Regions from separate parts of the Mus musculus genome. Here region 2 is linked to region 1. A link is a contact called in public Hi-C data. All regions are on one chromosome and are shown on one strand. The core of a region is the stretch at or near the end of the contact, and the rest is flanking DNA. Distances in the headings are between cores, read along the strand shown.

Evidence for each region. Hi-C and Micro-C count contacts between places; a contact is called where the count stands out from the background.
Region 2: a contact with region 1 is called in a Hi-C map of the N1E-115 cell line, with 2.4 times the contacts expected there. The contact joins the enhancer-like site here to the promoter of Cobll1 in region 1. A contact is called at or near these places in 2 of 39 promoter capture datasets (the 3T3-L1 cell line and 3T3-L1-derived adipocytes), 3 of 484 Hi-C or Micro-C datasets (the HL-1 cell line, the N1E-115 cell line and pre-B cells) and 1 of 9 other capture datasets (liver).

What each region holds. Positions count from the first base shown.
Region 1 is chr2:65,236,706-65,240,234 of GRCm38.p6, forward strand. Cobll1 (Cobl-like 1) reads right to left here and starts at 2,086. Exons shown (of 14, transcript NM_177025.6): 1 at 1,658-2,086. The coding sequence starts at 1,734. It overlaps Gm13594 (a long non-coding RNA gene), which reads left to right. Exons shown (of 2, transcript XR_001783320.2): 1 at 1-1,377; 2 at 2,801-3,491.
Region 2 is chr2:65,400,577-65,403,901 of GRCm38.p6, forward strand. It overlaps Gm34739 (a long non-coding RNA gene), which reads right to left. Exons shown (of 4, transcript XR_374587.2): 3 at 2,206-2,456; 4 at 1,233-1,435. Among named protein-coding and RNA genes, the nearest start is that of Gm34739, 13 kb to the right of the region's middle. Within about 2 kb of position 1,670, at least 11 of the 459 cell types and tissues checked have an H3K27ac peak or open chromatin away from gene starts, as enhancers often do. A contact at or near this core is called in the N1E-115 cell line, where this site is marked.

The DNA of each region.
Region 1 (3,529 bases), core at 836-3,335:
CAAGCAATTAAATATATGCATACTTTCAAGGAACTCATTTGTTTAGCCCCCAAGTTCTCAAGCATAAAACCCGGGGTATTCTAGGCTTGTCACTAGAAAGCTCTATATTTCATCACCGAGCTCTCCGGCCTCACCTATTTTGTTTAGAAGAACCGATTCCTGAGCATCTGAGACTGCGTGTTGTGTAAGTGTATTACACAGACACACACGGGAATTCTCTGCTGTTTTCTGAGAGTCTAATTCAGTTTTGTGTGAAAGCTTGTATGACATTAACTTACATTAATCCACAGCTCTGTCTCCAGGCCTTGCTTTACCTCATCCTACCGACACACTTACTCTCCATACGGTAAAAATATATGGAAGGAGACACATTAGTATCTAAACGGTGGAAAGCCGCCCCCCCAAGAAAAAAGTAGCGCTCTACAGCAATAGGGGATATTTGCATGGAGGAGATCGAAATTTAGAGGAAAAAAGAACGAATTCATACACTGCATGTTTCCTCTATGTAAGCATTACACTAAATATCTGTTAGATTAGTCATGTTGCCTTGAGACTCTTCCATGTTTCCTCTAGACAACTGCCAATGCTCGCATGGCCTCTGATGAATAAACATGCTGTGACTTGCTCCTAAGGAAACGCCTGTCATGTTCCAGGGAAAAATGACTTCTTCACTCTTAAACCAGGGGAAAAAAAAAAAAAAGAACGACTTTCATTCATTGCTTACAAAGTCGCCTGTTCCTTAATGTTCCAATTTCCGGAATTTTCATACTCTGCTTAAGGCATTTCTAGGTTCTGATTAACAAAGAAAAAGAGAAACTGGGGGTGCTTTATGGCAAAGAGGCTACATGACAGCAGTGAGGCGGTCTCACCTAGGACAGGGTTGTGTAGCTTGACCATTTACTACGACAAAGGTTATTCTCAAGTTCTCCTTGGCCCTTGCAGGACTACCTGTTCCCACCACTGTTTACCCAAACGTTTAACAGAGTGATGTTTAGCATATTTGGCAGGAAGGCATGCTTCATTTAATATTAACTCACCATGTGACAGCCCCTTCCCTTCCAATCGCTCCTCAAACACGTGACGGTAAAAAAAAAAAAAAAAAAGTATAGGTGTTTGCCAATGCGACTGACTTCGCACTCGGCTTTGGCATCACCAATTGGCCAGAAGCACATACACACACACACCCCCAGTCAGAGGCGAGCACCCCGCCTGCTCCCGGAACTGTCAAGCCGGGCTGACAGCTGGCACACCTTGCTGCGCCCTCCGTGGACTTTCAGGAAGCCCCTTCCTTGCAGTCACCTTGACAGAAACCATCCTCCTGGGCTGGAGCGCTTGGCTGTGGAAACTTTTCCTTCCTTTCCCGGAGCGCGCTTACAGGTGTCGTCCCCCCCGCCGCTACAGAGCCCCAACAAGGGGCCCTTTGTTACCACTTTTGCTCCGGGACTCCTCACCCAACGCCTGCCATTCGCCTGGCCTTCCGTAACCCCGATCGGAAAGCTTGCCCAAAGTACCGAACCCCCCACCCCGACTCGTCCGGGAGGACGCAGTCTCCCGCCCGCGTGTGGGTCGGCCCGGGAGCCCGGCGGCCCCGCGGGGAGCTCGCCTCGGGCAGGTGAAGCGCGCGAGGCCTCGGCGGCCGGGAGGGAGGCTTACTTACCCTGCGGAGCCCGCGGGCTGCATGGCGGGGGTGCGGGGCGCGCTGCGGGGTAGGGGATCCGGGACGCTGCGGTCCATCGCGCTGCTGGCCGCGGCGCGGGCTCGGGCTCGGAGGCGGCGCGTCACTGCTAGGGTGGGAGAGGCCGGCGGGTCAGGGCGGGAGCGGCCGGGCCAAGAGCCCGCCTCGACCCACGGCAGCCAGGGGCGGCCCCGCCTCCCCGGGGCGCTTCCACCTGCCGGTCGGTCCCTGCCCGAGGGCGCCGCGACGACGGCTACAGGTCCCCGCCCCGGCCGCAGCCCGCAGCCAGTCCCGGGCGAAGGGGCGGCGCGCGGCAGCCCGGGCTGTGAAGGAGGAGGAGGAGCGGACCGGGCGCGGGACGGTCGCCACGCCCGCAGTGCTTGGGCTCCAGCGGCCCGCTGCGCACCAACTGAATCCCGTGCAAACTTTTCCGGAGGAGCTGCGAACCACAGCGCCCCCGCCTTCCCAAGCCACTGCCCGCTTTAGGGGACCCGGCCCGTCCAGGCTCCGCTCCTCCCCCGCACGGCTAGCTCGGACGCCCGGAGCGAGCGCGCGGCGGAAAGCGGCCGGCCCCCGGCCGCCGCGCCCGCGCCCCAACTCACCCTGCCCCATGGCCCTGCCGGGAGCCCCGAGCTCGCAGCCGCCTCGGCCACCTCGCTCTGCAGAAGTGAGGGTGACGAGGTCAGCATCGGAGCGAGCAGAGCAGCCAGCCGGAGAGGGGACGGGTAGGGCGAGCGGGCGGGGACGTGGAGCGAGGAGGAATTTCCTACCCCACCCCGCACCCCTCCGCGGAGCACGCGGCTTTTAGGTACCGCGGGGGAGGCCGGTGGAGAGGAAGCGTCTAGGCTGCTCGTTTTAGTCCCCACTGACACTGAGTAGCTTTGGGAAGCCTCGCGAACCCAAGAGGAAGAGTGGGCGGACAGGGAGGCTACCTGGCCAGCAAAACCCCAGGGAGGACCCAAGCTGTAGCGGAAGTGAGGAGAGCTCATGGACCGAGTCCTGCTGATTGACCACCTGCAGTCTGACCTTCGAAGTGCAGGATTTTCTTTTTAACCTTACTGACCCCTACGGTTGCTAGCCCTTAAAAGGCACCTCTGACATTGTGATCTTTTTAATCCCTGGCAGGTTTAAGCTCGTCCAGTCTTCCCAGACATGCCTCTCTTGATGTAAACAGCCAACAGCTGGGATTTGAGGACTGGACGTTCTCATGATGACAGTCTATAAGCTAAGAAAGAACAGCAGAGATTTAGTGGCCTCCTGGAAGTTTCACAGGAATAAAGGAATCTCAGACAGTGCTTGCTTGTTTGTAGTTTCGGTTCCTGCAAGAGTTCTTCTCAGAGGAGACGTGCCACCTGACAACCGGGTGCATATTGTCTCCTTACCCTTAGACCCTTGCCAACTGTTTTAAAGTAAATCATATTGATGAGTCCAAAAGCGAACATCAGGAAATAATGCTAAATTAAAAATATATAAATGGATACCTCAAGTGGCAAATCTGTAGGCATAAAAACATGATGTAGGATAACAAAGGACTTAACATTTTTGGTTCACATTAAAATTAAACTAGTATTTATAACCCGTGCTTAATTAAAGGTTCTTTGTTGCTCATTCATTACAACCACCACCAATAATTTCTGGAACCAAAAGTACTAACTACTACTCCACATAATTGGATTTTGTCTCTTTCCTCTCCCTTGTGGTGAATATGGTCTCAGTACATCTTTGAATATGAAATGGAGGTGAAGATCGTGGTGACTTCTGCGATGACTGTGTTAGAACTCTATCATTAAAAGTTGCTTTTAAATAATTTGACTAATAACGAGGCAATTGTTTGAAATGGATCTGGATTTTAGA
Region 2 (3,325 bases), core at 420-2,919, 160 kb after region 1:
CCCATGTCTGCCCTTTGCCCTTGCAGTCTCACCCCCCAAAATGGCAAAAACAATAGACAAGATCAAACCACAGAGAACATCTCATAGTGGAAGCTGTAGTATCCCATAGTATATCCCTCACACTCCTGGCTCACCCATGTTCCCATCACTAGGGCCAGTTCTACTGTACTGTCCCGGTGACATGCAGGGCCTGCTTTCTTGAGTGCTGCAGCTAGAGAGCTGCAGGGCTCTCCTATGCTCATGACCCTGTGGGCAGCTTTCCCTGCTGCCAGAGGAGGCGACCATTAACTCTGCACCCATGCCACCCCAAGTCAGGGTCAGATTTCCAACACTCATGCCTTTGGGCCAGCTTAGGGACACCCCAGCCACCAGAACCAGTTCCACTGTGCTGCCTGGGTGAGAGATGGGGCCAGCTCTCCAGAGCACAGCAGCCAGTGAGGGGCAGGGCCCGTTTTACATAGCCCTAGACATCCCCGTGCTTCCTGGAGGCTGCCTCGACCAGGGATGTCTACTGAGCCATGGATATTGACTCCGGCCCTTGCCACTGTGTAGCCAAGAACCCAGACCTTGCCCTCAGTAGCAGCTCGGGTTGGGACCTTACCACGGCCCCAGGTGGTGGGGCTGGGCACTCACAGCAGGCTACTTCTCTCGACCCTCCAGACTTCAGTACCATCTATCTTCATAATGCTCAAGCTGGCCCACTTCTCTTTCTCTCCCATTTGACCACCACAAATATTATGCATTGTGGTAACTCCTACTGCAAGATGGCGACATGGCTGATGGGCCCTTGGGTGGCATCCTCCATCTGTGCCACTTGAAGTGGCAGTAAGCCAGTGTCTAGGGTCCACCTGGGCCATTCTCTGGAGGGCAGGTCTGTGGGTGGCAATGGCAGTTCATGGGTGTCTCTGTCTGTCTTCCTCCTCTCGTGCCACACTGCTTGGATTTGATTTGATTTGATTTTGATTTTTGATTTGTCCTAGGCATAAAACAGCGTTGGCCACCAAGCCAGTCATTAATCTTGGATGGACAAAGGACTGCCATCTGCTCTGCCCCTTATATAAGAAAAATACCACCCAAAAGCTGCCTCTTTGCTCATTGCCATGAGGTAAAAGTTCTTGTTTTTAACTATGCATACCGTGTATTTGTGTGTGTGTGTGAGTGGGGGGGGGGGGGGTAGAGAGAGAGAGAAAAAAGAGAGAGAGGGAGGGGGGGAAGAGAAGGTGCAGGTGCTCTAAGAGAACAGAGGAGGGTTCCAGATCTCCTGGAGGTGGAGTTACAGTCAGCTCTGGGATCTTAATCAGGATGTTAGTCTCACTCGGATGATGTCTTGAATCTAGGGTGCTGTTTCTCATTAAATGCTCTCACCTGGAGATCTGGACACTCAGGTTCAAGGTTGAAGCGTCTCACAAGTTTCTAGCACTGATGATGCCTTGTTCTGTGGGAAGCAGGGATAACAGCTTCTACAATCACAACACCAAGAGCTGTTTCTATAGCACTACTTTATTTAATAAGGGTTTTCCTTGGCAGGAAACCACCAGGAAGCTGACAAATGTAGTTGAAAGCCCAAATCAAATCATTTGCTGAAGAGAGAATCTCTTGTACTAATGGAAGCTTCATCCACCAATCAAAAGCCGATTGGCCAATGAAGTGAGGCAGGAAATAGGAGGTGGGCGTTTCTGCAGAGAGAAGAACTCTGGGATAGAGTCATGCTTCAAGCATTTAACCAGAACTCTGAGGGAGACTGGCACGTGAAACCGAAGGAGAGGTAACTAGCCACATGGCATGGTTTAGACGAGTTTAAACCAGATAACTGAGCTATGAAGTAGCTGAAATGCGTCAAAGCTATTGGCCTGGGCATTTATTAATCTATAAGAAGTCTCAGAGTTGTTATTTCGTAGAAGTTGGGCACGGACAGAAAAGCCCATGGTTACAATTTGCTGCCCGTTACCTGAAATAATATTAACTCTGAAATAAATTTATGACCTTGTTTTTTTATGGCCCCCTTTTAATAACGATAAATTTTTAAAGTAAAAGTCAGTCAAACTGTTTTAGTCCTCTGTAGAAGTGTGTTTCGCCAGAGCTTGCAGCCAGCAAGCTTGCTAGCTCCTTCCCTGCTACTTCCCACGTGTAATTCAGAAGAAAGGAAGGAAAATGGGGGAGCCAGGGGCACTCACAAGTGGGTGGTGGCTAGGCACAGCTCCTTACGTTTGTATGAATACGGTGATGGCCTTAGTCTGGAGCGAAGGCTGCTGAACTTCCTTGTTGAAATCCATATTGACTCCATGTCCCTTTGCTCTCTCCGGACACTTGAGTACCAGACCCCACGAGTGAAATGTTGTGAATTACCCAAGCTCAGGTGTTCGCAACACTGTGCACACTTTGTAAACTGACCCTTGGGGCTTTCCAGCTCAGTCCACTCCATGTCCCAGAGATGAGATATGCAGGCTCTTCCATTTCTGTGGGGAGAAGTAATTAAAGTTCTCTTACATCATCCTCACTAGGTTTAGCTACCTCTGTCATACACACTTTTTAAGAAAACCTACTTTCTACATTCTGAAGTAATTAATATGGAATTAGGGCTATTTGATGTTGGAGGTCATGTGAGGTCAACTGATTAGTTGACTCAAGGATGAGGTAACTTCCTTCTATGGACTTTAGTTGACTTGAACTAATCATATTTAATGGATAAAATCTGACCAATTAAATTTACTAGAACATCATTATCATTTCATCTCTATATTGTTTTATAGAATTGTATGAAATTGTCTTAAATTAGTCTCTAAAGCATCTTTTAGTGGCTATTTCTTTCCAGCACAGTAGGCAAAACGTTCTCCCAGGTTTAAGAGGCAGGGTCAACAACTTTAAAATTGGACTAGCTGTAAATTATGTTGAAAGGCAGTAATTAAAACCATAAAAATTATCATGAATATAATGAATGATGGACAGCGTGTTTTTAAATAACATAAACCATAGAAACCCCAGGAAATGCCAGAAGAAGAAATGGCCAGAACCATACTAACAACTTTGTCCTTGGAACAGAGGCCCCAGGCAGAGAAAGGCAAGAAAAAAAAATCCCCAGAAAGGATATTAACACTTACTATACAGCAAATAAGAAAGTGCCTATGAGTATACTGTAAATGTGTCATCAGAACTTACACATCCTCACACTACTGAGATAGCTCACAGGGTAAAGGCATTTGCTGCCAAGTCTGACAGCTTGAGTTGGATTCCCAAGTCCAGTGTGGTAGAGAACAACTAACTCCTGCACATATGCACTGTGGCACACATGTGCACATGAACACACACACACACACACACACAGAGA